Regions from separate parts of the Mus musculus genome. Here all the other regions are linked to region 1. The links are chromatin contacts, called in public ChIA-PET and promoter capture Hi-C maps. All regions are on one chromosome and are shown on one strand. Each heading gives the region's core, a stretch centred on a gene start, on an enhancer-like site or on the middle of the called end of the contact. The rest is flanking DNA. Distances are from core to core; before and after follow the strand shown. Region 1 holds the start of Ikbke (inhibitor of kappaB kinase epsilon). Region 2 holds the start of Cdk18 (cyclin-dependent kinase 18). Region 3 holds the start of Elk4 (ELK4, member of ETS oncogene family). Region 4 has its middle 17 kb from the start of Elk4. Region 5 holds the start of Slc45a3 (solute carrier family 45, member 3). Region 6 holds the start of Rab29 (RAB29, member RAS oncogene family).

What was found. Promoter capture Hi-C pulls out the DNA fragments that hold promoters and counts their contacts. ChIA-PET counts read pairs in DNA pulled down with a chosen protein or histone mark.
Region 2: a promoter capture Hi-C map of pre-B cells shows a contact between it and region 1, with 2.5 times the contacts expected there. The contact joins the promoter of Cdk18 here to the promoter of Ikbke in region 1. A contact is called at or near these places in 1 of 39 promoter capture datasets (pre-B cells) and 1 of 115 datasets of contacts at active chromatin or transcription factors (pancreatic cancer cells).
Region 3: an RNA polymerase II ChIA-PET map of memory CD8 T cells shows a contact between it and region 1, with 49 read pairs. The contact joins the promoter of Elk4 here to the promoter of Ikbke in region 1. A contact is called at or near these places in 1 of 484 Hi-C or Micro-C datasets (CD8 T cells), 4 of 115 datasets of contacts at active chromatin or transcription factors (bone marrow-derived dendritic cells, memory CD8 T cells, pancreatic cancer cells and 1 more) and 1 of 9 other capture datasets (pancreatic islet).
Region 4: a contact with region 1 is called in a promoter capture Hi-C map of liver, with 2.5 times the contacts expected there. The contact joins the enhancer-like site here to the promoter of Ikbke in region 1. A contact is called at or near these places in 1 of 39 promoter capture datasets (liver), 1 of 484 Hi-C or Micro-C datasets (pro-B cells) and 1 of 115 datasets of contacts at active chromatin or transcription factors (pancreatic cancer cells).
Region 5: a promoter capture Hi-C map of liver shows a contact between it and region 1, with 4 times the contacts expected there. The contact joins the promoter of Slc45a3 here to the promoter of Ikbke in region 1. A contact is called at or near these places in 1 of 39 promoter capture datasets (liver) and 1 of 115 datasets of contacts at active chromatin or transcription factors (pancreatic cancer cells).
Region 6: a contact with region 1 is called in a promoter capture Hi-C map of embryonic stem cells, with 3 times the contacts expected there. The contact joins the promoter of Rab29 here to the promoter of Ikbke in region 1. A contact is called at or near these places in 5 of 39 promoter capture datasets (the C10 cell line, HPC-7-derived erythroid cells, embryonic stem cells and 2 more), 1 of 115 datasets of contacts at active chromatin or transcription factors (memory CD8 T cells) and 3 of 9 other capture datasets (adipose tissue, liver and macrophages).

The regions. Positions count from the first base shown.
Region 1 is chr1:131,277,482-131,281,239 of GRCm38.p6, reverse strand. It overlaps Ikbke (inhibitor of kappaB kinase epsilon), which reads left to right and starts at 1,677. Exons shown (of 22, transcript NM_019777.3): 1 at 1,677-1,909; 2 at 2,453-2,541. All of the region lies in intron 1 of Gm51644 (a long non-coding RNA gene), which reads right to left.
Region 2 is chr1:132,137,525-132,141,282 of GRCm38.p6, reverse strand. It overlaps Cdk18 (cyclin-dependent kinase 18), which reads left to right and starts at 1,598. Exons shown (of 16, transcript NM_008795.2): 1 at 1,598-1,873.
Region 3 is chr1:132,005,464-132,009,221 of GRCm38.p6, reverse strand. It overlaps Elk4 (ELK4, member of ETS oncogene family), which reads right to left and starts at 1,602. Exons shown (of 5, transcript NM_007923.3): 1 at 1,282-1,602.
Region 4 is chr1:131,989,050-131,992,807 of GRCm38.p6, reverse strand. No RefSeq gene overlaps it. Among named protein-coding and RNA genes, the nearest start is that of Elk4, 17 kb to the left of the region's middle. Within about 2 kb of position 2,092, at least 11 of the 459 cell types and tissues checked have an H3K27ac peak or open chromatin away from gene starts, as enhancers often do. A contact at or near this core is called in liver, where this site is marked.
Region 5 is chr1:131,960,789-131,964,546 of GRCm38.p6, reverse strand. Slc45a3 (solute carrier family 45, member 3) reads right to left here and starts at 1,632. Exons shown (of 5, transcript NM_001177628.2): 1 at 1,495-1,632.
Region 6 is chr1:131,865,571-131,869,328 of GRCm38.p6, reverse strand. It overlaps Rab29 (RAB29, member RAS oncogene family), which reads right to left and starts at 2,052. Exons shown (of 6, transcript NM_144875.2): 1 at 1,919-2,052; 2 at 1,554-1,810. The coding sequence starts at 1,677.

The DNA.
Region 1 (3,758 bases), core at 428-2,927:
AGGCATGCAGTCCTATATCTTGACCACACCAAGGATGTTTCCTCCCAGAGTCTCCAGGCAAAGTACCATCTATTACAGTTTCACCTTGCTGGCTATCCCTAGTGTCCCAGGTACAAAGCCCCGAACAATTCATGCTCTTTGCACCTCTGGCCCTGCTTCCTATGCTTGCACTAGTCCTCCTTTGCTGCCTAACTCAGAGCACCCAGCAAGGCTGGCAAGCCCTTCCTGCTCCCCCTACAAGGTCCACAAAACCACTGTTTGCTCAGTATGCATTGCCATGCCTTCATATCACATCCAGCATCCCGCATCTCTGGGATTAGATGCCCATGTCTCCCTTTTCTGTCCTGAGCACAGTGCCTGCTTCACAGGAGATACTAGGCTTGGCTCTTGTGTTAAAAGGTGTGAAAATCCCTGGGTGGAAAAGGAGAATAGGCTTGCCAGTGAAAGGAGAGTAAGAGTGCAGGTTCATGGAAGAACATGAGTATAGCCTGCAGCATGGTCAAAGTGACACTGCAAATACCTCGTGGGCCTGAGGGGTACCCTTACCATAAAAGTAACCCAGACTTTCTAGACTGATGGAGTAGCCACATTGAACAGGTCCACCTTGCTAGAAAAGGGGGTCTTACAGCACCTGTTAAATAATGTGCTAGAGAAAATGCATGCTTCTGTCCTCTCCAAGTCCATGATCGACAAGTGCAATCCCCCATGTTCTTGCCAGGTGGAAACCTGTAACACACAGGCTGGAGTGTGGAACCCTCAGGTCTGCCCCTCCTGGCCTCACTGTGAAAAGCCACTGTAAGGGCTCTAGCTGTCACATTATCATTGGGTGGATCTGTCAGCGACAAGCTCCGGGCCTGTTCTTGCCTCTCCTCCCTGTGGTGGGGTGGGGCTGGCAGAGGAAATCACCAGGTGTGGCCAGGGGAAAGTCCCACCAACATTCTAGAGAAACATGGAATTTCCTGGGTTTTAACCCCTTGTCCAACTGCCCACTCAGAGCTGACCAGAGCAGCACAGCCCCCCTTCCCGGCTTCCCAGGATATCTGGAGTACTGGCTTATGGCTGGGAAGGTGGGCAAATTACTAAAGGTGTACAGAACTTGATACCATCAAACATGGTCTGAAAAAAAAAAACCACTTCCCAGATTCTCCATCCCCCTGCCATCCATACTACCTAAAGCACACAGTGCATTTGAGTGGCTGTGGTCAGAAAACGGCACCAGGTGGGAGCAGGTTTTGCTGTGTGTAAGGTCAGAGTAGGGGCTATGATCTGGGTGTGTACTTGTTCTTGAAAGCTCTAAAGGAAGATAAGTCCTGTCCAGCTTCTAGGAGGGGCAAGCACAGGTCCTGGCTCTTTCTAGGCAGTTTTCAACTTGGTTAACTTGTTGGACTTCTTTAGTTAACTTTAAGCAGAGCTTTGAATTTCCCTCCAGAGATGCCAGCATAGTACTCAGTGGCCTGTCACAGAGCCCCCAGCCTCCGTTCTTGGCTTCCTTGTGGCTCAGGCGATGGCCCTATGGCTTCCACTTGACAACTCACAGAATCCTCTTTCCCTTTACTGAAGGGGGAGTGGAGGTGTGTGTGGCAGCCGTTGAGATGCCTGTCCCTTTAAGAGCGAGAGGAAGGGAGGGAAAGAGGAGGGGAGAAAGAGAGAAAGAGAGAGAGAGAGAGAAGTGAATCAGGAAGTATGATAGTTAAGAGCCTGGGACTGGGTACCCCACTGCTCTCAGAGAGGCAGGAAAGAGACCTTCAGGCTCAAGACCATCACCTGCTTTGCCTGTGGATCCTGGGGGGCCCCATAGCTACCAGGATCTTCTAGGCACTGCCCAGGATTGACTTCAAGGCCTGAATCCCTGGGGGTGCCACCCAGTTCCACAAGTCTGCATTGCCCTGCAACTGAGATAGGAGATGGGGTGAGTGTGTAGTGTCTGTGGAGGAGGGTGGTGTGGGGAAGCCAGTGGGGCAGCTTCAAGTCAATACTCAGCTGAATGCCCGAGTCCTGTGTTTTTCTTGTGGTTGCTGGGAGCCTGGTAGTGTTCTGCACTCCCTCTGTGGGAAAACACTCTCAGAACGGACTGCTTGGAGGCCAGTGAGGGGCAGGGACCATGATGGCCCTGAGAAGAACCATGATTGGCCAAAAAAAGCTCCCCTCCTGGGCTCTGCTTCTCAACATGCTGATGCAAAGCTGGGGTTCAGCTTTGGGGGCCTCTACTGGCCTCTGCTTGGGATCTTTCCCCTGGGGCCCAAATAACCAGGAGAGGTTTCCAGAACAGCTGGAAAGAAGCTGGACACCGCCCCCCCCCCCCCTCTGCTCGCTTCAAGAACTGTAGGGAAGGTGACAACAGGAACAAGTTAAAGGGCTGGGACTGGTGGCCTTTGATGGGGCTGAGAATCAAACAGCACAGCAACAGCACGAAGGGGCCTCTCATCCACCCACCCTTCTCTTTCCGGTGTAGCTCAGCTCCTGGACTTGCCCCAGACAGAAAGCAAAACACACACTTGCCAGGGAGAGTCTTTGCCTGATTCTGAGCCACTTGGAGTGCAGGTATGTGTATCTGCCACAGAGGAGCCCCCGAGGAGGATAGGAGTCTGTGGGCAGGCTGGCGTTGACTCACAGAAGGCTGCTGTGCTGCACCTTCTATGCACAGAGGGTCTTGGGGATGGGAGGGTGGATGGGAGGATGATCCAGAGATAATCCAGATGTGCCACAATCAGAGCTTCTAGGTACAGAACCCAGGGCCATGCTGCCCATCTGGGATGCTGTTCTGTGCACCTCACTGCCCGCCTTCCTGACTGCAGCTATGCTTTGCCCCAGTAGCAGGGCTTGGTTGAGGACCAGCCTAGGTAGAGTCATGAAGGTGACACAATCTGCTGCCCCCAGCTGAAGGTGACACAATCTGCTGCACCCAGCTCCCAAGACTGCAGCCTTGGCCTCCACTTCAGTGCCCTGTCTGAGCCTTGCATTGGGCTGACTCCTCAGCCATACAGAGAAGCATGGACAACTCGTTCATGTTGCCTTCAGAAGGTCTCATCAGCATCCTTACCTTTGCCTAAAGCAAACATGTGTGTGTTGTCTGAAACTGGGGTGTGACTACTGATCTCTTTAAATGGCTTCTGGCTCAAAAGCTTACATTCTCCAAAGTTTGCATTTTCTTTTGTTTTTATTTATTTACATTCCAAATGCTGCCCCCACTTCCCAGTCCCTTTACTCCATCCCCCTTCCCCTTTGCCTCTGAGAGGGTGCTCCTCCACCCATCCCCTTACACCCACTTCACATACCCCAACCTCCCGCATCTCCATGCATTTTTAAATCAGACTACAAGCTGGGCTATAGCTCACTTGGTTTGTAAAGGGCATGCTTAGCTACCATGCATGAAGCCAAGGATTCAGCCCCCAGCACCAAGGTGATAGGGGAAAGTGGTACACACTCATAACCCATGCATTTAGGAGGTAGACACACAAGTTCAAGACCATCCTCAATACCAGTGCAGGTGTCTAGGCTACTCTGTCTTTAAAAAAAAAAAAAAAAAAACAGGCAGAAAGAATGGAGCTGGGCATGGTGCATGCCTTTAATCCCAGCACTCGGGAGGCAGAGGCAGGCAGATTTCTAAGTTCGAGGCCAGCCTGGTCTACAAAGTGAGTTCCAGGACAGCCAGAACTATACAGAGAAACCCTGTCTCGAAAAACAAAACAAAGATCTCAGAATGGAACCACTTTTGGTTTGAGCACCAGTGCGGTCCTAGAGCTCTGTCTGATGGGCGC
Region 2 (3,758 bases), core at 349-2,848, 860 kb before region 1:
ATTGACATAGCCTCCCTGCTCCCTGTCTTTGTCATTGTCTTCCTCCTCCTCCTCCCTCCTTCTCCTCCCCCTCCCCCTTTCTTTTCCTCCTCCTCTTCTAGAGAGCATGTCTCACTCCGTGGCTGGCCTAGAATTCATTGGGGAAACCAGGCTGATCTTGAACTTATAGTGATCCTCCTGCCTCTTCCTCCTGAGTGCAGGCCCTCCCCACCACGCCTAAGCCTAGGTTTTCCTAGTTACTCATGGAACAGGACAGGTATCCTCTGTCCCAAATCCAGAGGCTTGGCTGTAGGCACTCTTTGCAGCCCTTCAGCTTGTAGCAGCCACAGCTGCATAAAACACTCATTCCCAGAAAAATCTCCATGCCCTGGTAGGGAAGGTAGCAAAGAGCTGGTAGGCCCTTGTGGGATGTCAGCCACCCATAAGTCACTCTCATGTGGCTGTGACCTCAGGACTCTGTCTTTTAGAAGAAAACTGTCCTCTTTCCAACACCACATTCTCCTCAAAGCAGCCTTCTCAAGGGCACCCAGATTGCAGAAGCTATGTGCCATATCTGCTAAAAGAACAGAGGGCAAGGACCTCTTTGATGTAGTCCCGGCAGAGCACCGGAAGCAAGGATAAAAAGGCCCCAGCATAAGAAGGCTGACCCTCAGCCCACCCCAGCGTTTTTGTGGCGTGCTTTAAACAAACAAAAGGTTTATTTATATTTAGCTTGTGTGCACGCGCGAATTTCGCCCACAGCTGTGTGTATCTAACACATATGTTCTTGGCACCATGGATCAGAAGGTGTCAGATTCCCTAGAACTGGAGCTATAGACAGTTGTGAGCAGTCATGCGGGTGCTGGAAACGGAACCGGGGTCCTCTGCAAGAGCAGTAACTGCTCAGGACTGCTTAACCATCTCTCCAGCGCCCCTGGTGGTGGTTTTTGACCCCTGACGTTAGACAGTGTGGGAGAATGATGTTTGACCTGGGTTCTAAGCCTTGTAGGACTTTGGGCTTCTTCAGTCTCCTTTCTGAGACTTAGTTTCCCCTTGTGTAAACCGAGACCTGACTTAGCATTGCCTATCTGCAAAGCTTCTTAGTTGATTCACTTGGCCAAAAAGGACAGAGTTGTTCCTCTTCATAGTGGAAGAGGGATGCTATGTGGGAAGGAACTCTTCCTCCAGGCCATGGAGAGGCAGAGATGGGGGAAGGGATCAGGGAGATATTATCAGGTAAGTGACAATTTCACACTCCATAAAAGAGAGGAGAATAGGCGAGGCCCTGTGCCCTGAGATCGCACATTAGCTCTTAGGTGCTAGGCGCTGCCCCCACTACCCTCCCCCCACCCCCCGAAATTGGCACTCAGCAGGTTGGGTAGAGACAGAGACCTGTCCGGTGTGGTCCAGGCTAAAGGGCCTCACCCTGTACTTAGTTTAGGGCCAGCTTATGAGGGGAACAGGAAGAAGCACAGGCCTTAGTTCCCAGAGTGGGAGAAAGGGGTGGCCCTGGGACAGAGGGAGAGCAAGGGATTGGCAGTGACTGTGGGCAGGGCCGGTCCGGACAAAGGCGGAGTCAACTTGTACACGTGAAAAACTCTGGCTGGGGCCCGGCTTTTGCCTTCCTCCTCCTCTTACCCACCTTCCTGCACCCCTCCCTTCTCCCTTCTCCCGCAGCTCAGGTTACAGCTTCTTTGGGGGGAAAACCGCTCACCTTTCCAGGGCCAGGAAGAGCCAGGGTCCCGAGTAGGGACCCCGGCGGGGCGCGGGGCAGGGCACCTAAGCCTGGCAGCGCGGCCGCGGAGGGCGGGAGCCGGCTCGCCACGACCGGGACACGCGCAGAGTCCGCCGCGGCGGCCAGAGAGGGGCACCGCGCCGGGCAAGCTGAGCAAAGGTAAGCCGGGCGGTCCTTAAAGGGGCCGACTGCCTTTGCGCTGGAGATTTGGGCAGAATTCCCCAGCTGCCATAGGCGATGGGCGCTCGGCAGGCGCGCTTGCGTTTTATTTTTTTATTATTTATTTATTTTTTTGGTGTGTGTGTGGGGTGAAGGATGCCCTGGGAAAGCCACTCCCAAGTTCCAGGTGCTGAGGCAGAACGCGTGCCCCGCGGGGACTCTGGATCCCGGACTCCCTTTGGCCCTGACCTCCGTCGGAACCCTACAAACGCAAAAGTTCCCCTCCCAGGCACAAGCCAGACGCTAAGTGCTTTCCTTATGGGAAGGACAAGGGTCAGGAGTCCCGATAACGAAGGGATTCAGGAGAGTGTAGGGCCAGATTGCCACCTCGAAGAGCTTTCTGGGCTTTCGTGAACTTTCCAGCCCCACAGGCCATGGGTGGTAGGCCAGAGACCTGGGGAAAACTGAGGACAGGTGAAGCCCCGAGCGCTGGCTGCGTGGTGAGGAGAGTCGCTAGGGAACGTGTCTCTTCTCTTGGGCTAAGTCCAGAGAAGCAATGATCCTCCCCTCCTGTGGACAGCGGTTGATAGCGTGTGGGAAAGGAGGGTGGGTGGCTCGCTCTTCAAACGCATGGCTTGACTGCTCTGTTTGGAGGTCACAAACAGGACTCTGAAAATGGGGTGGGTCAGAGGCTCTGTTCCACGCGGTTGGGGGACAGGCCCCTGATGGCCTTGGGGTTGTTTTCCCTGTACTGAGGGGTCAGCACCCCTCTAGGCTCCAGCGGCCTCATATATTTCTCTTAAGCTTTCCCAGGAGCAGGGGTAGAATTGTGGGATAGGGGCAGTCCTCAGAACCTTCTGAGTTCTGGCTGCTGCCATCTGCCCCTCTTTGTCATCCCAGCTCGGCCTTGAGCAATCTTCCCCAGCCTACCCAGCTGTGTTGTGTGGCCTGGGCCCCGTGGGTCGCAAAGCCCCCACCCTATCAGATGTGAGATTCAATGGAGGCACATAGCCCACAGTGAGGCGGGGTAGGTGGGGATCCAAATCCTTGTGTCTCAAGAACGCATGTCTTTGTCATGCCTTGGGCCTGGGATAGCTTCTGGGGTGTGGCCAACAGGCAGCTATGCCTGTGGACTTGGGCTGCATCGGAGGCTCCCTCTGCCCCAGCTCCTGTCTCCAATCTCTGCAATGTGCCAAGCAAGGTGTCATAATAATGTTATGATAGTTCATGAGTGTTATGATCACTAATGCACTAGCCAAGGAACAGACTGGGGGAGGGGTGGGTGAGAGTGATGTAACGGGTTCAATCCGGTCTACATCTATCTGACCCCAAGCCCGGTCCCAACTCCTGCTCTTCCTGGGCTGGAATTCCCAGGGAGGACAGGGGTAGTTCTCTAAGTAATCAGGCTCCCCAGGCAGACCCAGGCTTTACCAGAGGGACAATAATCTGAGAAACAAGTGGATTCCTAGTCTGGGATTGTTCGGGGAGGGGATAGCTGCCCTGAGATCCAGAGGGAATGGGATTGTGTTTCTCTCCAAACCCTGTGTTCTCTGTCAGTTAATTGATCCTGCTCCCAGGGGAAGAGGCCGCTCTTCATAGGGAAAAAGCCTGGCTTGGGTCTTCTGACTCCTACCTCACTCTAGCCTTCTCTTCTGCCCCTCCTCCTCTTCCTCTTCCTCTTTCTCCTCCTCTCCCTTCTCTTCCTCCTCTCCCTCCTCCTCCTCCTCCTCTTCCTCCTCCTCCTCCTCCTCCTCCTCCTCCTCGTCTTCTTCCTCCTCCTCTCCTGATTCCATCTTTCCTTCTCTGAGTTTGGGACCTGAAGATGAGAAAGGATGGTCAAATCTAAGCCATTTCTAGAATCCTCCTATTGATTTTGTGGCTCCCA
Region 3 (3,758 bases), core at 353-2,852, 730 kb before region 1:
CTACAATGAAACGGGGCTTTAGGAGCTGGAGAGCAGCTCGGTGGCAAAGTGCTTTGTCTTGTCTAGCATGCCTGAGAACACAGGTTAGATGACCAGCACTGCACCTAGGTAGAGAAAATTGCTTTCTCGAAGAAGTGCAATGGAAAAAGAAGAGAACAGGGGCGCCTGGAGTGCAGACCAGCTGATGAACACCTGATGCAGACCCCAGTTTTGATACATAGCACAAGAAGGAAGGAGAGGAGGCTGAAAGCAACGGTGAGAGCCACAAGAGGATATTAAATGTATACTTTTTTTTTACCTTTTTGTGCTGGTGACTGAAGAGTACATCCCCTGCCTCAAATATATAATGGTGTCCCAAAAGTTAAGACAATATTTCCCCCCCAAAAATGTAACAAACTCCACGTAAGCAGTTTCCATTTTAAAATAAAACCAAAGATCAAAGAACAAAGAGTTCCTACAAGGAAAAGTTGAATCATACTCTTTTAAAAACACCACTCCTAGCCGGAAATACAGAAGCCCCACGTTCTGTGCATGGGGGGGAAGAGAGAAGAGCTCTGACCTTAGAACGGCAGCCATTCTACTGAAAGACTCTTACTTAAATGACCTAACCTTCACATTGCAAGGGCTCGAGAAAATGCCAACCGTGTCTTCTGAGTTCACCCAACAAATTCCCCCTTATTTCCTTGCCGATGCCCGTTAAAACTCCTCCCCTCAAAGATGTTTCCAATGCTTTTCCGAGGAAAAGCTTGCCACAGCTGTACAGGAAGCGAGGAGGACTGATGAAAAGTAGAGAAAGAAAAACCTGTGGCCGGATGGACAGCGAGCTTGGGGAAGGGAAGAATGCGGCGTGAGGCCGCGCGCCCCGAGATCAAAGTGCGGGGAGACGCAGACCTCCGGCCCGTGGGCGAGCCAAGAAAGCACTTTCACTTTCCAACTTCCTGCCACTCCGGCAAGTTAAAACCGTTCCCCTCTGCCCCACCCAGGCAACAAAAAACCGCTGCCACCTTCCGCCCAAGGGACTTCTCACGACCCACCGAGGTGCGGGCAAGGCGGAGGGGGCGCTCCGGCGAGCACCTGAGCTCCACCGAGCTGCTCCCCCAAGGAGAGCGCGCCAGCGGGCCCCGCCCACCCACCAGGTCCCACCCTCCCGCCACCAAGCTCCGCCCCTCCCTCCGCCCGGTGCACTTCCTGCCGCGCCCGCAACCTCCGCCCGGCCCGCGCGGAAACCTGGCTGAGGGGCGGTGGTGCGAGACCCCGACGGGGCGTGGGCGTGCTGCTCACCAGGCAGGGCACGGGACTCCTCGGCCTTGAACGCGGTGCGAGACTCTGTCGCCCACCGCTCCTCACACTCGGACCTCAAAGACCGCGCGGCGAACAGTGGCGACCCCCGCGCCGGGGCCCGAGAAAGCGGCGGCCGAGCCGAGCCAGCCGCGTGCCCGCAGCCGCCCGCATCTCCCGCTGCCGCAGGTCTCGAGCCCCGCCCTCGCACACGCGGCCGGGACGGCGAAGTGGCTATAGTTAAGCTGCCACTCGCCGTGCGTGCGCTCGACGTTCTTCACTACGGCCGCCGTCTCCCGTCGTTCCGCGGCCTCCGCCACTCTCAAACCCCCCCCCCCCGGCACTGCCGGGGCCCTTCCTCGACGCCGAAGCAGCGCGAGCGTCACTTCCGGGGGAGGGGCCGGGCCCCAAAGCCAGTGTTTTGTTTCTGGCCCGGGGCTCCCGTACGTACCCTGTTAGTCCGTCCCGTGCACTCGCTCCGGGGACTCCTGCTCTGCCGGACATTCGTACTTCCTCGCAGGCCCAAAGTCCTGCTTAGGGCTCTCGGGGTAGCAATCTGGGCCCAGGGCTGTGGCGGCGGAGCTGACGTGTGAGGACGACGCCCACTGGTTTACATTGCGAGCTACCACCACCACTTGATCAGAATCATTGACGAATGGTCTCTCTAGAATGGGAAAAGCTTTCCCCCTTACCAACTTAGCTTGGTCCAGAGCTTTAACTTTCTTTCTTTCTTTTCTTTTTTCTTTTTCTTTCTTTTTTTTTTTTTTTTTGGTTTAGAAACAGTATTTTAACACGTAGCTCTAGCTGTTCTGAACTCATAGGAGATCCTTCTGCTTCAACTCCTGGCCCCAAGTGGTGGGATTACAGATATTTACAGATGTGCACCACCACGTCCAGTCTAAGTGACTTTACTTAAGAATCCGAAACACCCAATTCATTGCCTGTAAAGTCACTGTGAAAACCTAATTTTCAAAACTTGCAACATCCAAAGAAGGGATGCAGAAATCAACACCCAATTCCAAGGTTCACAAGTGTTCGCAGCTGAGGCAATTGAGCGTTCCATTTTGTCTCCCTGCCCCACTAAACGAATGAGTGTGTTGTTTGTTTACTTAGGCTTTTTGAGACAGTTTCTGTACTTAAAGCTCTCATGGGATTGACTGTGCCACTCAATTTGGGGTTGGACTCTCAGCAACCCTGTCTCAGTATCAACATTATGAGGATGTTAAGCGTAAGCTGGTTCTTACAAATGTGATTTGTGTTTGGAAGCAAGGTCTCATGAAGTCCGAGCTGAGGTTGACTTTGAACTCCTGATCCTGTTTCCTCCACCTCCCAAGTGATGAATTTACAGGCTTTTAACACCAAGCTCAGTTTCATATATATATAGCTATAGATATCTATATAGATATATAGATACAGATATCTATATATATAATTTTTTCTTTGATAATTTCATACATGCATACAATATATTTTAAACATAGTCCCCCTCCCTCACCTTTCTGACTCCTCCCAGATCCCCCTATGTGCCCTCTTTTTCATTGTTTCTTAACCCAGTGAGTCCAGTTAGTATTGCCCATATATGCCTGGATGTGAGACAGTCCACTAGTCCACTAGATCGTGGTCAGGGACCCACCTCTAAAGAAAACTGACTCATTCTGGCACCCATCAAAGGCCAATAGCTCTTCAGCTAGGGGCGGGGCGTCTATGCTCTGTTCACAATGGAATGTCAACTGCTTGCTCTTGTACAGATCTTTAACAGGCAACCATGGCTTCTGTAAATGCATGAGTGTAGTGGTCATGCCCAGAAGAGTCCAGTCACCCCAGACTTCTGGCTCTTAAAAATCCTTCCACCACCTCCTTCTCCTCCTCCTCAGTGTTCCCTGAACCTTGGGTGGTGGTGACATGCTATAAATATTCAACTTATGGTTGAGCACTTCACAGACATTGATTCTTTGCACTTGGACCAGATGTGACTCTGTATTATCTGGCGTCCAAGGCAAAAAGGAGCTTCTCTAGAGAGCACTGAGAGTTGCACTAATCTATTGGTGTGATAACTATTTCAGGGCAGTCTGATGCTATGTCCATTTAACACAATAATAGTAGAATTACTTATGAGCTATGAGCTCCCCAGCAGCTGGATCTTGGCCAGTTATCCTGTAGAGTAGAATTTCAGCCCAACCAGGAAACAGTTGGTTGCTTCCATAATTTTCATGGCACTATTGTACTTGCCAAGCCAGTTGTTACTGTGGCTCATGGAGTTCACATCTGGGTGTTACTTCCCCCAGGAACCTACATAGCACCTTCCAGTATTATGGAAGATAATCAACAAAAAGGAAGGGTCCTGGCCAGTACCTACCTAAGAAGGAGAAGAGTATCAGATCCCAGATCCCCTGGAGCTGGAGTTAGAAGCTGTTGTAAGCCACCCCCGTGAGTGCTGAGAACCCAGCTCAGGTCCTCTGAAGAGCAATGTGCACTCTTAA
Region 4 (3,758 bases), core at 843-3,342, 710 kb before region 1:
ACATAGTAGGAGTAACACTGAGCTAGGAGCTGGATGTGGATCACACAGCAGTGACCGAGATGCAGGCTTCTCATTGGAAGAGCTTGGTAGGGAGCAGATGGCTGGTTCTGGCTTGGGCGTCCACTCTGTTTTAGCATTACTTCCTCTAGGAAGTCTTCCTGGTGCCCACACGGCATCTCAGGCTGACCTAGATATCATCTATGCACGCGGCTAGCCCTGGGCCGCTGGTACACATTGTCACTCATTCTGTAACAGTGTCTGTGTGCCACAGCCTTGGTTGCAGACCAAAAGGCTAAAGAGGAGTGAGGGGAGGGAGAAGAGTATTGTAACATCTCTTAAAAGTTCTTGACTCAGGCTGGAGAGATGGCTCAGTGGTTAAGAGCACTGACTGCTCTTCCAGAGGTCCCAAGTTCAATTCCCAGCAACCACATGGTGGCTCACAACCATCTGTAATGAGGTCTAATGCCCTCTTCTGCTGTGTCTGAAGACAGCAACAGTGTACTCACATAAAATAAGTAAATAAAGAAATAAACCTTAAAAAAAAAAAAAAAAAAAAACAGGTTCTTGACTCACCATGCTCAACCAGCCCTAAGACGACCCACGTGAGGGATGTGGAATACAAAATCAAGGTCTTGCTATGTGGCCCAGGCTGGCCAGGTGGTTCTTAATTTTTATTTTATGTGTATGGATATTCTGCTTGCATATGTGTCTCTATACAATGTGTATAACTAGTGCCTCACGGGAGCCAGAAGAGGGCATCAGATGCCCTGGAACTGGGTTACAAACCACTGAGAGCCACCATGTGGGTGCTGGGACTGAAACCTGTGCCCCCTGGAAGAGCAGTGGGTGATTTTAACCCCTTGGCCCTCTCTTCAGTCCTCCTGGGCAAGTAGCTTTCCTGCTGCATGAAGGGCTGAGTGGACGTCCACACTGTCAACTGAGGCGCTCGCAGTGTTCACAGCTTATTAAGCAGAATCTTGAGGAAGCTTTAAACTTGTATCTTAGTTTGGGTTTTGTTGCTCTGAAAAGATATCATGACCATGACAGCTTTTTTTTTTTTTTTTTTTTTTTTCCCGAGACAGGGTTTCTCTGTGTAGCCCTGGCTGACCTGGAACTCACTTTGTAGACCAGGCTGGCCTCGAACTCAGAAACCCGCCTGCCTCTCCCTCCCGAGTGCTGGGATTAAAGACGTGCACCACCATGCCCAGCTCCATGACATAACTCATAAAACACTTAATTGGGGCTGGCTTATAGTTCCAAAGGTTCAGTCCATTATCATCATGACAGAAAGCATGGCAGTGTGCAAGCAGATAGACATGGCGCTGGAGGAGCCAAGAGTTCTACATCTTGATCCCAAGGCAGCAGAAGGAGACTGTCTTCAGCACACAGCCAGGAGGAGGGTCTGCTCCGCACTAGGCAGAGCTTGAGCACTAGGAGACCTCAAAGCTCCGCAGTGACAACCTACTTCTCCTAATAGTACCAAGCACACAAACGCATGAGTCTATGAGGGCCAAACCTATTCATAGGACCACAACTTGGTTTTGTTTTTGTTTTTTGAGACAAGGTTTCTTTGTGCAACCCTGGCTGTCCTGGAACTTGCTCTGTAGACCAGGCTGGCCTGGAACTCAGAGATTTGCCTGCCTCTGCCTCTCAAGTGCTTGGGATCAAAGGCATTCGCCACCAATAGCAGCAGGCTCAATTCCTAATTTCTACCCATATCAGGGTGCACAGATGATTGGAATTCTCACAGAGCAAGAACGGCATCTTATGCTGCCCATTTTAGAGCCCACCAGGTTCTCAGAGAGCAGCGATGGCTGGTGGATGGCACTGTGGTCAAACAGGGGGACCTTTTTAAAGGTCCTGTCCACTTATTTAAAAAAAAAAAAACTACCTTCTAATTTTTAAATATTAGCTCTACAGAAAAGGTGTAATATGTTACAGATCTGCTGGAAGCTTGCACTGACCCAGACCTCTCTATCCTCCTGCTTCTACCTCCCAAGTACTAGGATTTTAGGCACGTGCCTTATGCATGACTTGTGGAACCTCTAACCCCATTCAGGATTTTACCCTCATGACTCTTCATGGCTGTGTCGCCTAAGGCCCACCTCCAGTGTACTGGCCTAGGTTTCAACATATCTTCCTGAGCCATCCACACTAGTCAGATGTCACTGCAATCAAATACCAAGAAATGTGTAGCCTGTAGTTTGTGGGATAGCCTTCCCAGAGTCCAGCTGCCTCCACAAACAGGAAGTTGACACTGACCAGGCCAAGGATCACAGAGGAAGTGATAACTGATTTAATTAAAGACTGAAATTCGTGGGGGCTGTAAATTTGCTAAAGTCTATAAAGATGAAGCTGAGCCGAACAACACCGCTTATACACATACGTGGGCATCTGCACAAGGCCTACTTCCAGCAAGAGCACAATGAGGTCAAGCAGTATGTTCCAGGTCATATCAGGCTCCCTCTAAATACACAGAGCGATTTGGTAACAGTATTGGATGTCTGAAAGTCGCAGCTCCAAACAGCTCTCAGCCAACAGTGACCAAACTGCCAGGCTACTGTAATCAACCCTCACCCTGGAAAACAAGAGCTTTTCCCACAGTGGTGAAGGGGGTAACTGGAGACTCTGAAGAGAGGGCTAGAGGGCCAAAAAGACGGGGAGTATATGGAAGATGAGACATCACACACCCAGCAAGGCCCTTCTATGCTTCCCCAAGTCGCTCTGCCCCGTTTGAAACAGGTAGGCCCAACACCCGCAGTCAAAGGAAGCTATGTCAGTCTGGACTTTCCTCCTCCATCCACAAGAATCACTCACTGACTGCCTGACACATCTCTGCAGTAGAGGTATCTCAGCTTCTTCCTCCCCGTCTCCATGAAATGCACCAGCTGGGCCCAGGCCTACAAGTCACAGCAAGGGCCAGTTGGCTCATGTATGAGACCACATCCTACCTGCTTTCCACAGCCCCCTGCCTTCTTCTTCGCTACCCCTTTAGTGCCTTTCCTATTTCTCAGTAAGTTGGGAGTAAGTGCATGTTGTATGAGAAATGTAGTTCAAATCTGCAGAAGACCTTAGTCCCAGTTATTCAGAACTTGTGTTGAAATACTACTCTGTGCCTAAGCTTCCTGCTCCCTAAGGATTCATCCTTTGTAAACCCAGCTGAGAAGGGAGGTCCCCCGAGAGAAGATAATTATTGGCTCTAGGGATCAGGTTCTGAGCTGATGGTCGACCAAGGCAATAACTGAAAGACCAATGATTCTTTTCTTTCTCACGCTACCCTTTACACACACACACACACACACACACACACACACACACACACACACACACACACACACACATACACACACACACACACACACACACCAGCACATGCACTCAGGGCCTCTGGGCCAGGTCTCAGTTCTGTGTCAGTATGGGAAAAATAAGGTTGATGAAATACATGTGTAAATGAAAGTTATCATCTGAACTTGAAACAGAAGTTATGCTATATTTATGTTTAATAAAAGGTTTTTAAGGGCTAGAGATATACCTCCGAGATATCCTTGCCTAGCATGTGAAAGACCCTGGGTTCAATCCCCAATGTTACCAAAAACATTTTTTTAATATATGGGGCTTGATATATTTAGCCATCCATGGTGGCTCCTACTTATAATCCAGAATTTTGAAGGCAGAGGCAGGAGGGTCAAAAGTTCAACGGCAGGGCTGGAGAGAGATGGCTCAGCAGTTAAGAGCACTGACTGCTCTTCCAGAGGTCC
Region 5 (3,758 bases), core at 383-2,882, 680 kb before region 1:
GCATAAGGAAAGCTTCTCTTGGCAAAGACCCTAACTGGGGCCTGCATGTCCACAGCTGTACTATTATCTTTAGACTCAGCCAGTGAGTCAAACTTTTCTGGGCACTTTTGGTTTTAGTACAGTCTTGCTTCCAGGCCAGCCCTGGAGCTGGGGCAGGCGGGAGATAAGGGAGGAATGAGAGGATGAACTGGGTCCAACAGAAAGGCCAGAGGGTTCAGATCCTGTCCCACTTACTCCCTGGGACACAGTGTTCTGTGTGGTTCCTCAGCTTTCTGTCCAGCATCTAGCTCCTGGGCCCTTCTCTTCCCAGCTCCATATGTCAACCTGTTCCCCATGCCTTAGGCACGTGGGCCCACACCGAGGCTTCACACTCTGGGAAAGGGATTGTGCTTCACGCGTAGGAAACAGAGGCTAGAAACCTTAACAGTTTCACCCTCCTGAGAAAAGCTTCCAGAAGCCCAGCCAGTCATTCTAAGCTGCATCTACTCCGTGCCCGTCTGCAAAGCCCTAGCTGGGCTATTCAAAATTCAACCTAGCCAGCTAGGATTGGGTCTGTCACAGCTGAGCATCAAGTTCTCACCAGATACCCACCGGGCCAAACTCTTCCTACCTACAATTCATACTCCTAGGGAAAGAGGAAGCACCGAGTTCTCCGTGGCCTTGGACGAGTCAAGTGTGTGTCATGAAGGAGGGGGCTGAGTCGGAGGGCAAGGGACAGAGCAGTCACAGGGTTCCCTGTCAGGAAGCGGAGACTAAGGAAGAGCTGAGCCTGCAAAGCTCCTGGAGTTTCTCCACCGGGCGTGCTGCCGCCCGCCGAGCGCTTTCTCGCTCTGTAGAGTACTCCCCATCCCCACCTGAGCCTCGGGACACAGCAGCCACAGCCGGAGCTGCTTTTACTCTCCGCAGGTGGGTAACGGAGGCAGAGAAGGAAGGCGCAGGATCGCACACGTACACTTACACTCATTATCCCAGCCTCAACTCCACCAAAGCCTTGCTCCAATTCTAGGGTCAAGAGAGCTGGGTCCCCTTCTGTCTCCGACCAAGGCTCCCGGTTGAAGGACCTCCCAGGGCTTCCCTAAGTGTGGACCGTGCGCGCCGCGGTGACTCATCTGCCCCTTTCGGGCGCAGCCCAGACAAGGGAAGAAATAAACGCAACTTTCCAAAGAAAACTCTGCGGCGGGAGGCTGCAGCAGGGGCGGCCGGCCTTCCGTCGGCCTGGCCCGGGACTCCGCGGCTCCGATCCCGCCCTCCGCGCGCGGCCCGGGACAGCGGGCACCACAGCACAGCGCTCCGGGAGGAAGCGCACTCAGCGCGGACGCGAGCGGGCGCCCGCCCTAGGCACCCGGTCACCAGGGGCCGCGCCCTCCCCGCGAGCCTCCGCTCGCGCAGGGCCGGGACGCCACGGAGCGGCCCCATCCCGCGGGGTGCTGAAAGCCACCGCCGAGCACGGCCACCCGCGCGCACCTTTCCCGCCGGGACCAGCCCCTCCCCTACCTGGCCCGGCGTGCGGCTGTCACCTGGGGCTGGCGCGTGCGAGCTCGGACCCCTGCTTCACCAACGCGCGCCAGCGGGCGCCTTTTAAATCTCCAGGTTACTCAGTGGGGGGAGAGAGCATGCGCGCTGGGGCTGCCAGGAGGGGGGCGGGGCAAGGCGGGTCGGAGGTGGGGGGGTGCTGGGAGGGGATGGAGGGGTGGGGCCGGTCCCCAAGGGAAGAAAGCGGGAGGTGGAAAAGCAGTCTCCTTTCTGGTCGCGACCGGACGGGCAGCCCCCGCGTGGCTCCTAGACTGCCCTGTCATTACCTAGGGCCGTGCACCGCCCCCTCTGCCGCTTGCCACCAAAACATTTAGGTAAAAACTACCCAGCTCCACGGGGTACCTCCCCTCTGCTCCTCGACCATTGCCCGCGCGTGCCATTCTGGACATCCTGCTGTCCAGGCACAACTGCGACCCACCCGCACTGGACCACGCCTTCAAAGGATCGGCCACATTCTGAGAGCTACTTTTCCTTGCTCTCAGAAAGCTAACTCAGTGCCTCTTTCTGCAACTCAAAGACAAAACTCCCACTTCTTTTTTCTTCTTTTACTTGTGGTTGCGTATAAGGAAGGAGAGGTGATAAATTGCCACCAAAATGTTCCCAGTCAAAGTTTCCAAAATGCCTGGACTGGCAGGAAGCGGGTGCAGGTGGGAGCGTTGCAATCGTAGGCTGATCCCGGGGTGGGGGTGGGGACTTTATTGTGTCTCTTTCATCCATGGAATTGTCTAAGGTGGAGAGACATTCACTTAGGCGACTTGTTGACCTCAATACCACAGGCTAGACATTTCTGCAGATATTTTTGGTGCACGAGACTAAGTAATCATAAAAATATCAGAGGGAAATGTGTTGTTGATGAATATTATATATTGGGCTAAGGGTTGTTTTCATCATCTCGGTATGAATATAAACAGACATTTTCCCCTTTGTTCTTATTCTCTGAGCAAGATACATATAGCCAGAGCTTACATATATGAGCATTTACATCGTATCAAATGTGTGTGATGTCTCAGTGAGAAGAAGTCCACAAGAAGATATGTGCAAGTTTATGTACAAATACTACAGCATGCTGTCTTGAGACCCTGGGGTGGATCGGGTATCCATAGGGTCCTGGGACCATCTGCACTACAGAATCCCAGGAAATGCTTTTGACATGGAGGACCTGGATGGCCTTAGATGGGAACTGGCCACTATGGTGCTGGATTGCAGTGTTTTGTTTGTTTGTTTTTGTTTTTTTGTTTTGGTTTTTTCGAGACAGGGTTTCTCTGTATAGCCCTGGCTGTCCTGGAACTCACTCGTAGACCAGGCTGGCCTCGAACTCAGAAATCCGCCTGCCTCTGCCTCCCCAGTGCTGGGATTAAAGGCGTGTCCCACCAACGCCCCGGCCTGGATTGCAGTGTTAACCCAGTGTTAACCCTTGTGCACCGTGGGGGCAAGTCCTTCCCATCTTCTGGGTTCTGTTCGAGGCAGCTAGTCAGCTGTCCCCCCAAAGGCACCCCCAGGTAGGAGGATAAGGATAGAAGAAAAAGAGAGACGTCAAAGGGAAAGCAAGAAATGGGCTAGTGGGGAAGAGAGCATATGTACAGGGGGAAACAGAGAACAAAATGTTAAGAGTCTGCATTCCGAGTCATTACATTAAATGTGAAAACCTTCTGGGCATAGCCTCCTTGGGAGCACAAGAACATTCATCCTAACTGGGATCTTGGCTTTCCAACATTTTTAACATACTTATCTGTAACCAGTAGAGAGCCCAGGGTGGAGTTCTGGTGACTCCGAGGGAGCCAGTGTCCCCTTTGCCCCAGGAAAAAGGGGCAGGAGTCATGGGGAATGCCAGGTCAGGTGGAAAATTACAGAGCCTAGAGAGTGGACAGTGGTATTTTCCAGGCTTGTGAGAGCAGTGGGAGCAAGAGTGTTGTCCCACCTCAGAGGACTGAGTGTCCTCTTGGTTGTCCTTTTCTTGTTCCTTGCTAGAGGACTGTATGTATTCTACTGGGTGACAAGACACAGTGAAGAGGGGGGAAGGACTCCAGAGATCCAAGACCATCCCCTAGAAACCTGCCATCTGAACAACAAAAGGTACTTTCTTCCCAAGCATTTACTGCTGGGGCCTGTTCTAAAATCCCTTCCCCTTCTGCAGATACTAGTTAACCAGTATGCCAGGAACTGTTTCTAAATGCTTAGGACAATCCGGACCTTACAGAAACCAAGGTAATTTCTCAGTTTAATTC
Region 6 (3,758 bases), core at 803-3,302, 590 kb before region 1:
ATCTTAACTTCACTGTTAGTATCTAATCAAACAGTATTATGAGAAAATACAGTGAAAACCTCTGTATCCTCCTTAAGGCTATGGTATATGTCCAGCAGGTACTGGTTAAATGAACAAGATGGCAGAGGTTGAGACATGGATGCTGCTTAAGAGCTGTGCTGAATCCCCCACGGGTCTGCAGATGCTGAAACTCCATGAGGTTGGACTGAACAGCTATTCCAGGGGAACCTCCCAAAGTCGGATAGTAGAGCCTAGCTCCAACTTGAGATCCTCCTGCCTCAACCTCTTGAATGCTAGAATTAAAGGTAGAGACAACCACACTATGCTGGAAAAGCTACTTGTTAAGGAGAAACACAGAATAATTTCAGTTCAGAAACATATTCTTTCTTCTACATCTGTGACAGAAGTGAAAACGAGGGAGAATTTATAATAAACATTGGGAAAAACAAACAAAACTTGCCAGAATCAGTATGTTCATACTGTCGGAAAACAGTCCACTGGTAAAAATTAATTCACAGGACATTTTTAACCCAAAATCCATGAAATAAGGACTTGTATTTAGGAGTGGTGGGCAAAGTAGTCAGGAAACAGTTTTTGAAATATTCTATAAAGTTTTCATTTCAAAGAAAAGAGTTAATAAAAAAACTTTCACATGTAAATCTGTGTTGGTACAAATGTAATTTTATGTGCTGGGCGTGGTGGCGCATGCCTTTAATCCCAGCACTTGGGAGGCAGAGGCAGGCAGATTTCTGAGTTCAAGGCCAGCCTGGTCTACAGAGTGAGTTCCAGGACAGCCAGGGCTATACAGAGAAACCCTGTCTCAAACAAAACAAAATAAAAAAAACAAATGTAATTTTATTCTTTCACATTACTGTAACCTTGTTAACTACCTTCTCCTTGTGGTGGTGGTGGAGGTGTGTGTGTGTCTGTGTGTATCTGTGTCTGTGTCTGTGTGTTTGGGGTAGACAGACCGACAGGTGGACAGTTCAGCAGAGTCCAAAGGCCACACTGGGAAAGAAATGAATTTACTTTTAGTGCTTCTTTCTCTCTTCCTCCCTGCCTTCCCCAGTGCAAGAGAAGACGACAGGCCACTCGAGGGTATTTCACATTCTTTCGTGAATTCCTCACATTTCCCACTCAGTTCACTAATGACACCATAGGGCTCATCAGACCTGACCGGAATCTGTCCTCCAGTCTTCCCCACACCTCTGACTGCTTAGCTCCTGGGCTTTCCTCCTAAGGTAACGGGGTTCTTTCCTCAACACCCGTCGGATGCTGGTAGGAAGCAGGGTAACTGCCCCAGCCTGCACTTGAACCGGGACTCAGCTGACTTTGCTGACTGGAGAAGTTGCTCTGGGCAGCGCATGGCTGCGGGAGGGCTCTGCTCTCTGCGGTGAATAGTCCCCGGCTCAGACCCCTTCACCATCTCTCACCTGTATACTTTGGCCCTATCTTTGTAGGTAGGCTGGGGACCCCTTAGAGGCAACCTCGGTACCCAGAGGCTACCGGCTGCGAGCCTCGACCCCTGCTCCTAGTCACCCGTGACCGCTCACCTCCCACGGTGGACTTGTAGTGCTTGCTGAAGCTGTCCTGGGAGTAGCGCTGGACCAGAGACGTCTTGCCAACGGCGGCGTCCCCCACCACCAGCACTTTAAACAGGTGATCTCGGCTGCCCATGGCTAGTGGTGGGGAGAGGTTTTTTGATAGTTTGTTTTTCCGGGAAGTCGCTTATTTCAACCCCTTTGGCTCCCGGGTTCTCTTCCAATTGAAGTCAGGCATCTCCACCCTCGGTTGGTTGAAGCTTCTCTGACTGGAAAGCAGAAAAGGAAACTTTTGCACTCGGCCTGTGCGCGCTTCCTCCCCGCGCGGCCGCAGCCTGGGTGGGGCGGGTACCAGCTCGACCCTCCGCGATTGGCACCTTCCTTTCAGGGACCTCCGAGTCGCTCGCCAGCATTGAACCGTGGCCAGCACCTTGCTTAGAGAAGTACAGATGACTTAGACCCTTTCTCGGACCGCACACACAAAATTGAGGTTGTGCAGAGTCCTTGTCCGGTCCCCGTCCTGCCACTGGCGGCGCACTTCCCAGTCTTCCGTCAAAAACGTTGTGAGCCCCACTGCTCGGAGAACTACATTTCCCAGTGTGCCTCTTGGTAAAGCGACCAGACCAGTGTGGCGACTTGCCACGTACACTCTTGGGAAATGTAGTTTCCTAGCTATCTTGAGCAAATTTACATAAAAGTTTTAAGGTTTTCAAACTTTAAAGAATTTAGAAATCTATTTAAAAACAATTCTAAAGTTTGGCGTCGAAGCACAGGTTTGCAATCCAGGCCTTGGGGAGATGGAAATAGGAGGATCATAAAACCCTAGTTCATCCATCGTCTTCTGCAACAAGTGTGTTCAAGGACCCCTAACCCCACCACTTCCTCTCCCCAGAGCAAGACAAGAGATTGGAAGCAACTTTGGGTCACCCTGAACTACGTAGACCATGATCTCTCCTGTCTAAATCTTTCCCCCAGATGTTTTCTTAAAATCACATTTTAAAGATTTCTAGACGGCCTTTCTTATTAGCCATATTTTAAAGGTTTTATAACACAAAGATAAATGTCCAAGTTCCAAGTGAAGTCCATTTCCTGTTGTCTTAACTACAGAGTCAAATCTCGAGCCTTGTAAAGACAAGGTCAAATTTTCCATATGACCAATAACAGGCACATTTGGGGACATTTGACCCAAAAGATCAACCTTTTAAAAAAAATCTATGTCAAAAGTTACAACACTTAATAACTAGCTATAGCAATAACAATGCAGAATAAACAAGAGATAGTTCCTCATTGACACTTCCACATTTCTTACACCAGCCACGCATAGCGTTTGAGCACCAGGACATTTCCTTTTGTTGCTGCTATTAATTCTGAATACTCATAAAATGATTGGCAAATATTTTTACTTTTCCTACCTGTAATTTTTCTGTCCTGCCTGTCCTTTAGCTAGAAATTGTGGCTAGTAGAATAAGCTTCACTTTTTTCCCCTTTTGGCTGTTTTGTTGTTGTTTGTTTGTTTGTTTGTTTGTTTTTTGTTTGAGAGAGGATTTTCTGTAGCCTAAGTTGGTGTCAACTTCTGACAGTAGACCATAGAACTTGTGGTTCAATTGTAACAACATCCAGTTTTGTAGTTTTGGAGAGTAAATCCAGGCATGCTAGGCAAGTCCTCTACCATCGGAGCTACATCTCCAGCCCTCCTCCTCCTCCTCTCCCTCCTCCTTCTCCTTCTCTTCTTTCTTTTTTCCTTTCGACAGAGTCTATGTAGCCCAGGCTGGCTTTGAGCTCCAGATCCATTTGCTTCTGTTTCTGCTTCTACTCCCTCCACTGGAATGCATGCACACAGTATGCAGCTTTGTGTGTGTGCTCATGTGCGCAAGCTCGTACACATTTGGGGCTGGTTTCTTCCACTACTCTCTCCCTTCCTCTCTCTTAAAAACTGGAAATTTAAAGTTAGTAAACAAAGTAATACCTTCCATTACAACATTTCCATATAACTCCCCCCCCTCGATGTTCTTTGTTCTAATCACCACGTTTGCCAGTCCTCTCTCCTCCACTCACCTTTAAGGATTGCGTTAGTTGTTACTGCTTTGCCATTGTTCAACACTCTTTGGCATTTATTGCCTTGTGCTTCTGTGCTGCTGTTTCTTCTGGTGATCACTTTTTAAATTTTCTTTTCTGGGATCTCCCTATCCTATCCCTTTAAACATTTCCTAAGGATTG